Regions from separate parts of the Mus musculus genome. Here region 2 is linked to region 1. A link is a contact called in public promoter capture Hi-C data. All regions are on one chromosome and are shown on one strand. The core of a region is the stretch at or near the end of the contact, and the rest is flanking DNA. Distances in the headings are between cores, read along the strand shown.

Evidence for each region. Promoter capture Hi-C pulls out the DNA fragments that hold promoters and counts their contacts.
Region 2: a promoter capture Hi-C map of pre-B cells shows a contact between it and region 1, with 3 times the contacts expected there. The contact joins the promoter of Abhd2 here to the promoter of E430016F16Rik in region 1. A contact is called at or near these places in 3 of 39 promoter capture datasets (the HPC-7 cell line, hippocampal neurons and pre-B cells), 1 of 484 Hi-C or Micro-C datasets (CD4 T cells) and 1 of 115 datasets of contacts at active chromatin or transcription factors (memory CD8 T cells).

The regions. Positions count from the first base shown.
Region 1 is chr7:78,716,369-78,720,884 of GRCm38.p6, reverse strand. E430016F16Rik (RIKEN cDNA E430016F16 gene) reads left to right here and starts at 2,665. Exons shown (of 11, transcript NR_015542.2): 1 at 2,665-2,805.
Region 2 is chr7:79,271,182-79,275,697 of GRCm38.p6, reverse strand. Abhd2 (abhydrolase domain containing 2) reads right to left here and starts at 2,432. Exons shown (of 11, transcript NM_018811.6): 1 at 2,359-2,432. It overlaps Gm31510 (predicted gene, 31510), which reads left to right and starts at 2,669. Exons shown (of 2, transcript NR_169073.1): 1 at 2,669-2,731; 2 at 3,841-4,006.

The DNA.
Region 1 (4,516 bases), core at 1,416-3,915:
AAACTCTGAGTTCTTAATGGAGTGTGCTCCAGCTGCCATGAAGCTCAGGGAAGGACGATGAGGCTCTCAGTCTGAGGAAGGTGTCTGGTAGCCTTCCCATGTATTTGAAACCTCCTTCATTCATGTGGTCAGTTTTGTCAGTGAGATCCTGTCCTCTCTGCCTTCCTTTCTTCTTCCACTAGCCCATGGGAGTGAGCTCCACAGAGCTAAAGAAGCTTGAGCTAATTTCTCTTAGTGTACTTTATTTACAGGCAGGTATGCTATGGATGATGGGAAACATGATTTTCCCCTATGTCTGTCTGCTGGTCAGAGAACACAGGGCCCTATCCCATGAATGGGGACTCTCTCAGGATATTTAGTATAGAGAGAGGGAATTGGGATTGGATGTGTATTTGGAGGAGGGTGTAAAGAAAGGTGGAGGGATAGTAGTTGGCTCCTTAGAACAGTCATGGGATGGGGACTCAGGAGTGATCTAATTGAGTTTACAGCCTCTTTCTTCTTGCCACCTCACCCAGAATATGTAGTTCTGATTAAAATCAGGAAGTGTGAGAGACAGCACTCTCTGCGGAGGACCTCCACGCTCCCTTGCTAGCAGAAATAAGCACAGTTAAGCCTGCTTTCAGAAATTGGGGCTGCCTCGAGGCATATACTCAAACTCCTTGACCTACATTTTCTTTATAAATGAGTGCGTGTGAGTGTGTGTGTGTGTACTTAGATACGGCAAGGTTAAGGATATGCCTTCAAACAACACCCATTCACTAAGCACCTGCTACACTCTGCCCTACTAGGAACGGAAAAGCTCAGAAAGAGGCTATTGAATGTATTACATTGCAGTGTGGTGAGAAATACAGAGTTAGAACAATTAGGTATGCAAATGGGAGCTCCAGATGGGACCCAGCCTTGTCTAGACGGTCAAGGAAGAAATGATGAAGGGGCTATGGTATGGGGAGTGGGGAATTGTACTGCTTACATTCATTAGTGGAGTAATTTGATGGTGGCACTGGAACCCAGGACCTGGTGTGTGCTAAGCATGGTCTCTATAACTCATGATGTCTCTCAACACCCCACAGAATGTTTCTACATCAGATATTTATCTGTATATGGGTGCAGGATATACATATGTGCAGGTGCACACACGGTAGGAGCCTAGAAAACTGAGCAAATGGGTTAGTTCATGGTGAAAAGTTTTTCATAGTGCCAAGTTTATAACCCATTAAACCCCCGATGATCTTTACTGCCGATGAATTAGATGTCAATTTTTAGAACATTAATTTTTACATTTCCCTGCCCTGGAAGCAGCCTAAGTATAGCTTCCTTCACATGATAGGGTCTTCACTGTGACTCCCAGGGTCACACGGGGCTTGGAGAGAGTTCTTCCTGAGGTTGGATCTGGAGAATATAGTAACTGTATCCCACAGAGATGGCTTCGGTCCGTTTTGCTTTTTGAGTTCTTAAGTCTGCTTTTTATAGTTTGCTGTCTCTTTCTGTGCTCTCAGGCTGTCAACTGTCACTTCCTGCAGCTGTCAGCCTGGCTTTCTCTTTCTTGAGACTCACCACTATCGGCATCTTCCCCGCCCCCAGTGCGCACACACACACACACACACACACACACACACACACACACACAGAGGGAGATTCCATTCTGATTCAGGATTACTTAGAGTCAGTGGGCTTGACTCATCCAATCTGTAAAGCAGCCACCCCCTAACCTGAGAGCAGCCCCTGATCTGGTGACATCAGCTTCACCTGGGAACTCCTTAGAGATGCCCATTCCTCCGGTCCTGTTCCAGACTTGCCTAATCAGAATCACTGGAGTGGGGTGGGAAGGGTAGAACAAGCAATCTGTATTTACCAAGCTGTCTGGTGATTTAGGTGTCTCTCAGTTGGAGAAATAGCCCATAGGAAAGGGAAATAAGGTCCGAGGGAAGGCTTACGGCGCTGCACGTGGTTCAGAGAATCAGTCTATGTTCTGTGTCCAATCTAGAGACTTCTGTGTCTTTCTGGGTTCTGGGCTGTGTTCAGTGCTATTGGACAGTTTCAGGATAGCTGAATTGTAGGAAGGTGTGATGTTGTGCATGTGTGTCAGCCTAGTACATACAGAGAATGAGTAAAGGATAGAGAGAGAAAAGCCAGGCTCTGCAGAGAGGCTTGTCTTAGCTCCTAGAATCTTCCGTGTGTGGCTTAGCCTCAGAATCCTGGTTGCAATCCACCAGCTCAGAGTCCTACCAGTCTTCAGGTAGAAGGAGGAGCTCCTGGGTTTCGCCTGTGAATAGTGTGCCTAAGGCTCAGACCAAGTGTCAGGAACACTCTGAGAGTTACCAGCTGGTGGAGACTCTGCCAGAGACTCTCCACGCGGAATTTTTCAGGCGGACAGCTGGGATATGTGTGGGAGCCTCAGAGATGCATGGATTTGGGTTTGTAAACACAGGCCTGTTAAATTTAGGGCGGGCCTCGGGCCTAGGAGAGCTCCGTAGCATCATTTGGCAACTGTTGCCCATATTGAGTGGTTTAAAAACCCTGCTTATTCCTTATATAGTAGGAGGCCTGTTTTAGCACAGCTTGTCATCAGAGGGGAGGGTCTTGGCACAGGAGTTGAACACCCACTGTGTGCCAGGTGCTCTGCATAAACCATGCCGTTTTGACTGCTGCGTATTCAGGGGCTGAGGCTTATCAGCTCTGCTTACTGAGAGCAAAGGTCTAGACCTAAGAAATCTCAGTCATGGTGTTGGATGTGCCTCAAGGATGGATGCAAGAGGACCACCTCCTGTGTAGTGGAGAAGGGCAACCGGCAGATGGCATGTAGTGGTAAGGATCCTCTGTCCATAGTGAGAACCCGATACCATCCATAGAAGCCGGGCCAAAGAACTGGCCAAACTGCCTAGTTTCCTTGTGTTACTGCTTGTCAGAAAAAGACATCTGGAGTATGATCCCACAGGATGCTCTTCAAATTCAAGGCTTTGCTGGACAAATCACTTTGGGAATTGTCATAAAGCTTTATTCTCCCCTTGGAGATTGTGAGTTACTTGTGGTAAGCAGGGTTAACCAGCCAAGCAGACAGAGATGATCACTATAAAGAGATGCTGGGAACTGGCTTTGTGGTGGTGCGGGCTGGCAGGGAAAGGTTGACGTCCCAAGGGCAGGCTGCACCTCTCTGCCTGCATCAAGGGCGATGCTGTCTGTGAGTGGGACCCTTCCACCCACCTTTGTGGGGAGACTTCCACTCTACTGTTAGGGCCTTTGGAGCCACTGAGTCCAGTCAACCCAGGTATCCTTTACTCAAAACTAGCTTATTGTAGAATTAACTACACCTATCAAATTTTCCTGGAAACACCTAGGGAAGCATTTGACATTGGCATCTAAGATTGATCACTACAATTATGGTTTAGACCTTAGATATACCCCGAAGGCTTGTTGAAGGCTTTGTGGCAGTGTTTGGAGCTAGTAGAGTCTTTAGTGTGGAGCTCTGTAGAAAGGCATCAGGTTCATAGGGTTCTGCCCATGAAAGTGTGATTGGTATCTCAGTCCCTTTCTTTTCATCTCTGCTTACTGGCTGCCACCGGTGAGCAGCCTCCTCTGCCCTGATGATTTCTGTGCCACAGGCCTGAAGCAAGTGAACTGAGCCACTGTGGACTGAAACCTCAGAATGCATGCATGCATTGAAACACTCTTGTACATTGAGTGCCTCAGGTATTTAGACACAGTGAGACAGAGATGACTGGCCAGTAGAATACCAGATGTAGCACAGAAGTCTTCTCCAAAAAGACATCTTGATTTTGGTGAATCTCTTCCCTCCTAAAGTTGCCCTGCCTGCTCTCCCATTTTACAAACCCGTAACAGAACAGCCATGTGTGCCAGAGTTCCACACAGCGCTTAGGAGATTGCTGGCCTGAGCTTCCTGGCCCTACCTCAACCCGAGACCCTGGAAGAGCTCAGACGCTAAACAATTCAGTCTTTGGTGATTCAGGGACATAGTTTGCCAACCTCAATCCCATTGGTATCTTAGCCAGCTAATTCTGTGTCATAGGGCTCACCCTGTGTACTGTGGGATATTTAGCAGGATTCCTGGTCTTGGTCTGATGGATGACAGCAGTACTCCTTCCTCCCCAGCTATGACAATCCATAATGTCAAACATCTTCCGACAAGTGAAATGTTCCCTGCTGAAAAGCACTAGTGCAGAGGAAGACATTGTGGAATAGCATAGAGGTCCAGGGAGCCCGGCAACCTGAGTTTGAACTGTACCTCTCACATTTAACTGTGTCCTACCGTGTTCTGGACAACTTGGAGCAGTCCAGCCTGGGTTGACTAGCTCTGTGCGGGGAATGACTTTACTTTCATGAGGCCCCATTTTCCACCTCTCCAAAATGATGATCATGATAGGATTTATCAAGTTATTGAGGGATTCATTGGAGTAGAGTATTTAGGCTGCCTGGCTCTCAACAATTATTCTGCATGTGTTTGTCCTTTAGCCTTCTGACAAGGAGGCCCAGTCTCTTGTCTGAATTCTCCTGGGCATCC
Region 2 (4,516 bases), core at 1,183-3,682, 560 kb before region 1:
TAAATGAAAGTGAAAGCAAAAGGGCTGAATGGAGCTTCTGCTAGAGAGGGGAGAAAGGACTCCCATTGCATGGCCATCTGGTTTATTTCAGGCTCTGTAAAAAGAGGGAGAAGGAGGGTGCAGACAGAAGATTCGGACAAGTAGCCGGCCAAACAGGGATCTGTCCTGCTCATGTCTCACGCCAGGCTGCTGCTGTCGCCGCCGCCCCCCTACTCAAATGACTAAGGAACTGCCTTTAAATGCACTCTGACACACGATCCCCGAACTTCCGAAAAGCACTTAATTCGGTAGCTCATGAAATCTTAATCTAAAAACGTTCCTCCATTTGTAAGCAAGCAAGCTGAATCACACTGACAACTGGAGAGGGAGGCTGGGTGGAAAGAATTCGGATTTGGAAAGACACCAGTGTAGGCTGAGATCCTGGGGACTTTTGTCTACCACTTTGAGAGATTCACTTTTAATCCCTTTCAGGATGACTGGTGTCTCAGGGAGGGTATAAGGTGGGAACTAAAATGTGGTGGGATTATGAAGATCATGTTAAAATCTAGACGGTGTTTAAGGGTGAAAAAAAATCCTGGGTGGTGGAGATAATGGAAAGTTACATGGAAAGGCGACCACACGCTATTTAGCAAACCTGTTATGGTGACCATACGCCAGGCACTGTTCTAGTGGTCCCAATAGCGCATATTTCTCTAATCTTTTAACCAAAGTACCAGCATCATTCCTTGCCTTACTGGCCAGGAAACTGATACAGAGAAGTTGGATAACTTGCCCCAAGTCACACAGCTAGGAAGAGGCAGAACGAAGATTTAAACCCAAGCACTTAGATGCCAAAGTCTGAGCTTCTACCCCCTCTGGACTCATCTAGAACTTCAAGAATGAGAACTCTGCCGGAAGTAGAATTCAAATCATGTCCTGCCTAGACCTAGGGTTCAAGGGATGGAACAACTCTTAGTCCTGACCCTGTGATGACCAGCCAGCTGTGACTACCCCAGGCCTTAGGTTTCTTCATCCGTACAATAAGGGGGAAGAGTTAGATGAGCATCAGCCTTTTGGCTTCTAAATATCATGCTGACCGCCAGCAGCGTGGACTGAGCTGCTTTTGGCTGCCTACCCGGACAAAGCTTCATTTATCTTCACCTGGGTAAAGCGGGTTATAATTATTTCTTCTGCTTCCCGACCTTCAGAGGATTATGTCCTTCCTAGTCAAGCAAATGAGGGGAGGCAGTGAGGAGGGGAAATGCATTCTGCTTAGTGTGACTGTAACCCAATGGTCCTTGAAAAGCTCTGGGCACAGATCATGTTGACTCTGCCAATCCTGCAATCTCTCCCAAGCCTGTTCTTGGAACCTGCCTCTGGGCCAGGTAAAACTTGACCAGCTGGAGGTGAGGGCACCACAAAAGAGGAACCAGAAAGTGGAACCCCCAACTGCGCACTTAAGGTGAACCACTTGATTAACTCAGCATTCAATATAATCTATTCCATTTGTACGCAGGCATGCACACATGCATTTGAGAGCTAAGACCTCAAAAAAGATCATTATGGGTGTATTCAACATCCCCTTGGAATCTAGCCAACTCCGGTAAGTCCCATCCTCGATACAGTCAATAAATGTTGTTCAGAGTGCATGGGTGGATGGAGAAGGGCCTCACAGATGGCTCATACAATTCTCCCCTTCCTAAGCATCCCAGACAGGTGGCTATCATCTGGCCTCTGGCTAGGCACTTCCAAGGTCGATGCTCTGGCTGCTCGGCCTGGCAGGCAGCCCGGGGCGCTGCTGGACAGATCTTGTGGGGAAAGCCCACGAAGCACCTAGAACAGTTGCCCCACAAGCTCAATAAAGTGCGCCTCCAAGTAGGTCAAAAATTGCTTCCCTACAACTTGAACCCATCGGTCGTAGGTGAGCCCCGGGATCCCAAAATGCATCGGCCCATCGAAAGGGCTTGTAGTCAGGCCCTTTCAGGTTTCCAGCATCCTGCACTCTCTACCCTGAGTCTGGCCGGCCAGATACCTCCCCCAGGACCAAGACTTCAGCATTGATCAGAGCGAGGGATGGCAGCCAGGAGGCCTCCGTCGGCCTTGTCCCCAACCTCGGTTCCTCGAGCAGGAGAGGACAAAGGACCTTTAGGAAGGCGTATCCCACCAATGGGTTGGGCTGCCCCGTCATCAGACAAGCTGGCCCTCTAGATCCCCGCAGTGCCAGGTGACAGTCCCCCAAACAGTCCCCACGGATCCGGAGCACTCAAGCTGCGGCGCGATGGGCCGAGCCACGCTGGGGACCGGGTAACTCGGGGTTCTGGCCCGACGCATCCAAGGCGCGATCCCTGTTTGGTGGAACTCGCCCAGCCGAGGTCTTACCTTCTCTCATTGACTCCAGCAGTCCAACCCGCCCGGAGTCCGGTTCCCGCAGCTCCGCAGCTGCCGGCTGCGCTCATAGAAATACAGCCGGAACCCCTGGCCAGCGCAGCTCCCGCCGCTACCGGCCCCGCCCAGGCAACTGCCGCCACGCCCCTGACGACCGCCTCTGCTACGCCCCCAAGCAAGGCTCTCCCAGTGTCCATTGGATCACCCAGCCGCCACTCTATTTGTTCATCGCGCTTGTTGCGTCTATATGGTGGCCCATTGGTCAGTAGGACTGCTCCTCAAGGTGGAGGCGGAGATTCTTAGCGGGCAATTCTCCTATAATTGGTTACTTTTGATGTCTTTAGCCAGTGGGCCTAGATGCTATTGGGTAAGGTCCTCCCCGAGGGGCGGGATAAGGGGAGCCGGCTAAAGGATGGGTTATGTTTGATGGTTGATGATACGGAGTAGAGGAGAGGGCCTATTGTGATGGCTTTCTGAGTTCTGGGGCAGAAAGGTCCGGAGTCTTATAGAGATGAACTGGGGAAAGAGATAGCCCAGCCGTGGGGTTCTCAGCACTGGTGTGCCCAGGAAGATGAACCTGTAGCTCAGGACGTAGGTGTTTGAAGTGTGGAGTCCTAACTTAGTAGAGCAGAGGTGGTGAGTCACTAAACCAGAAAGCAAGAGGTGGAGGCGACAAAGAGGTGGAGGCAGCAGCCTTTGACCTCTTTCAGCTAGGGAAGTGGGTGGGAACATGCAGGACTTTATGGACCTGTTACAGTCCCTATGATCTTTCAGCTTTTAACCAGCCCTTGTGGTTGGAGGCCACTTGGAAGAAGTGACCTTTGAAGTCAGACTGCAGTCTTGGCCGTGCCTTTTAGCCTTTTAGAGTTCTCACTGACTATATTTGGTAAGTGCTGGTTGCTGATAGAAGATCAGTACAGTGCGTGGTGTTCCACGGGCGTTTATCAAGACTAGCTATTCATCACTCACCCTCTCCATCCATGCACCTAGACTGGGTTCTACCATTCTGTGAACCTGAGGCTCTGTTCGCAACGGCACGTGCCTGATGGAGAGAATACTGACAACCCGAAAGGGAGCTCCAGTGAGGCAGCCACCGACACACTGCCAAGGCACGCAGTGTGGCTCCAAGAGAAGAGGCAGGAGACAGAAGGAACACATAGCCAGAGGAAGGAATTTAGATTTGAAGCAATGTTAAATTTTCTCTTAATACATTTCCGGACCCCGACAAGGAAAGCATGAGCCAACTCAAGGAGGAGGAGCCAGCACCGGTCTCCTGTTTGTTATTCCAGCAGGAAGCTGAGGCAGGAGGATTGCTTTACTTTGAAGCTACATAATGAGTCCTCCTCTGTCACAATGAGGCCTTGTCACAAACAAACAAAGCAATGTGAGCAAGTAGCAGCCTTTGAAGGCTACTTAGTGCGGATCCAGAAGTCCCTCTAAAATATCCCTCAGACTCCCCCATTTCTCATTTTGAAGGTATGGGACACCCCAGAGTGTGGACGGAAAGACTCTTGGAACTGCATTGAACCCCAGACCTTTCAAAGCACCCATAACTGTGGGACAGTAGAGAGGAGGAGAGGCTCCATTGCTCTTCGGTTTTCCCCCAGTTGTCATGTTACCTCAATAAAGTTTCTCCTCAATATTTATTTATTCCTCTGTAATCTGCTCTCTCTTGACAAAGAGAAGGCCAGGCTTTGGTAGCAAAGGATTTCACTAAGAAACAACCTCCCCCATGGTCATGAGTTCTCTTCTGCTGAGATGGTTTAGACCGTGAGAGATGAGCTCTGGGTTTGTCACCAGATAAGGATATTAACCAACTGGATGTAGTCACCTCACTAATACACAGGTACCAAAGCATCGTGTGGTTGGAGAGCCGTAAGTATGCACAATTGTTGATTAAAACGAAAGTCTTAAAAATGGGGGATGTATATAAATAGATTTGCTGCCAGTCGAGAGAGTTGTATTCATGACTGTGGGTGCAGGCGTGTGTGCGTGTGTGGGTGCACACACTTGGTTCTGAGCTACAGCTTTCTGGTTCTTCCCTTTAAATAGAGTTGGTTGGTGGCTATACACAGGGCTGCACACGTGCTGAGGAAGCCGGCTCAGCCTGATATGGGTCTCCTCCTGCCTGTAAGTGCTGAGTCATCATCTC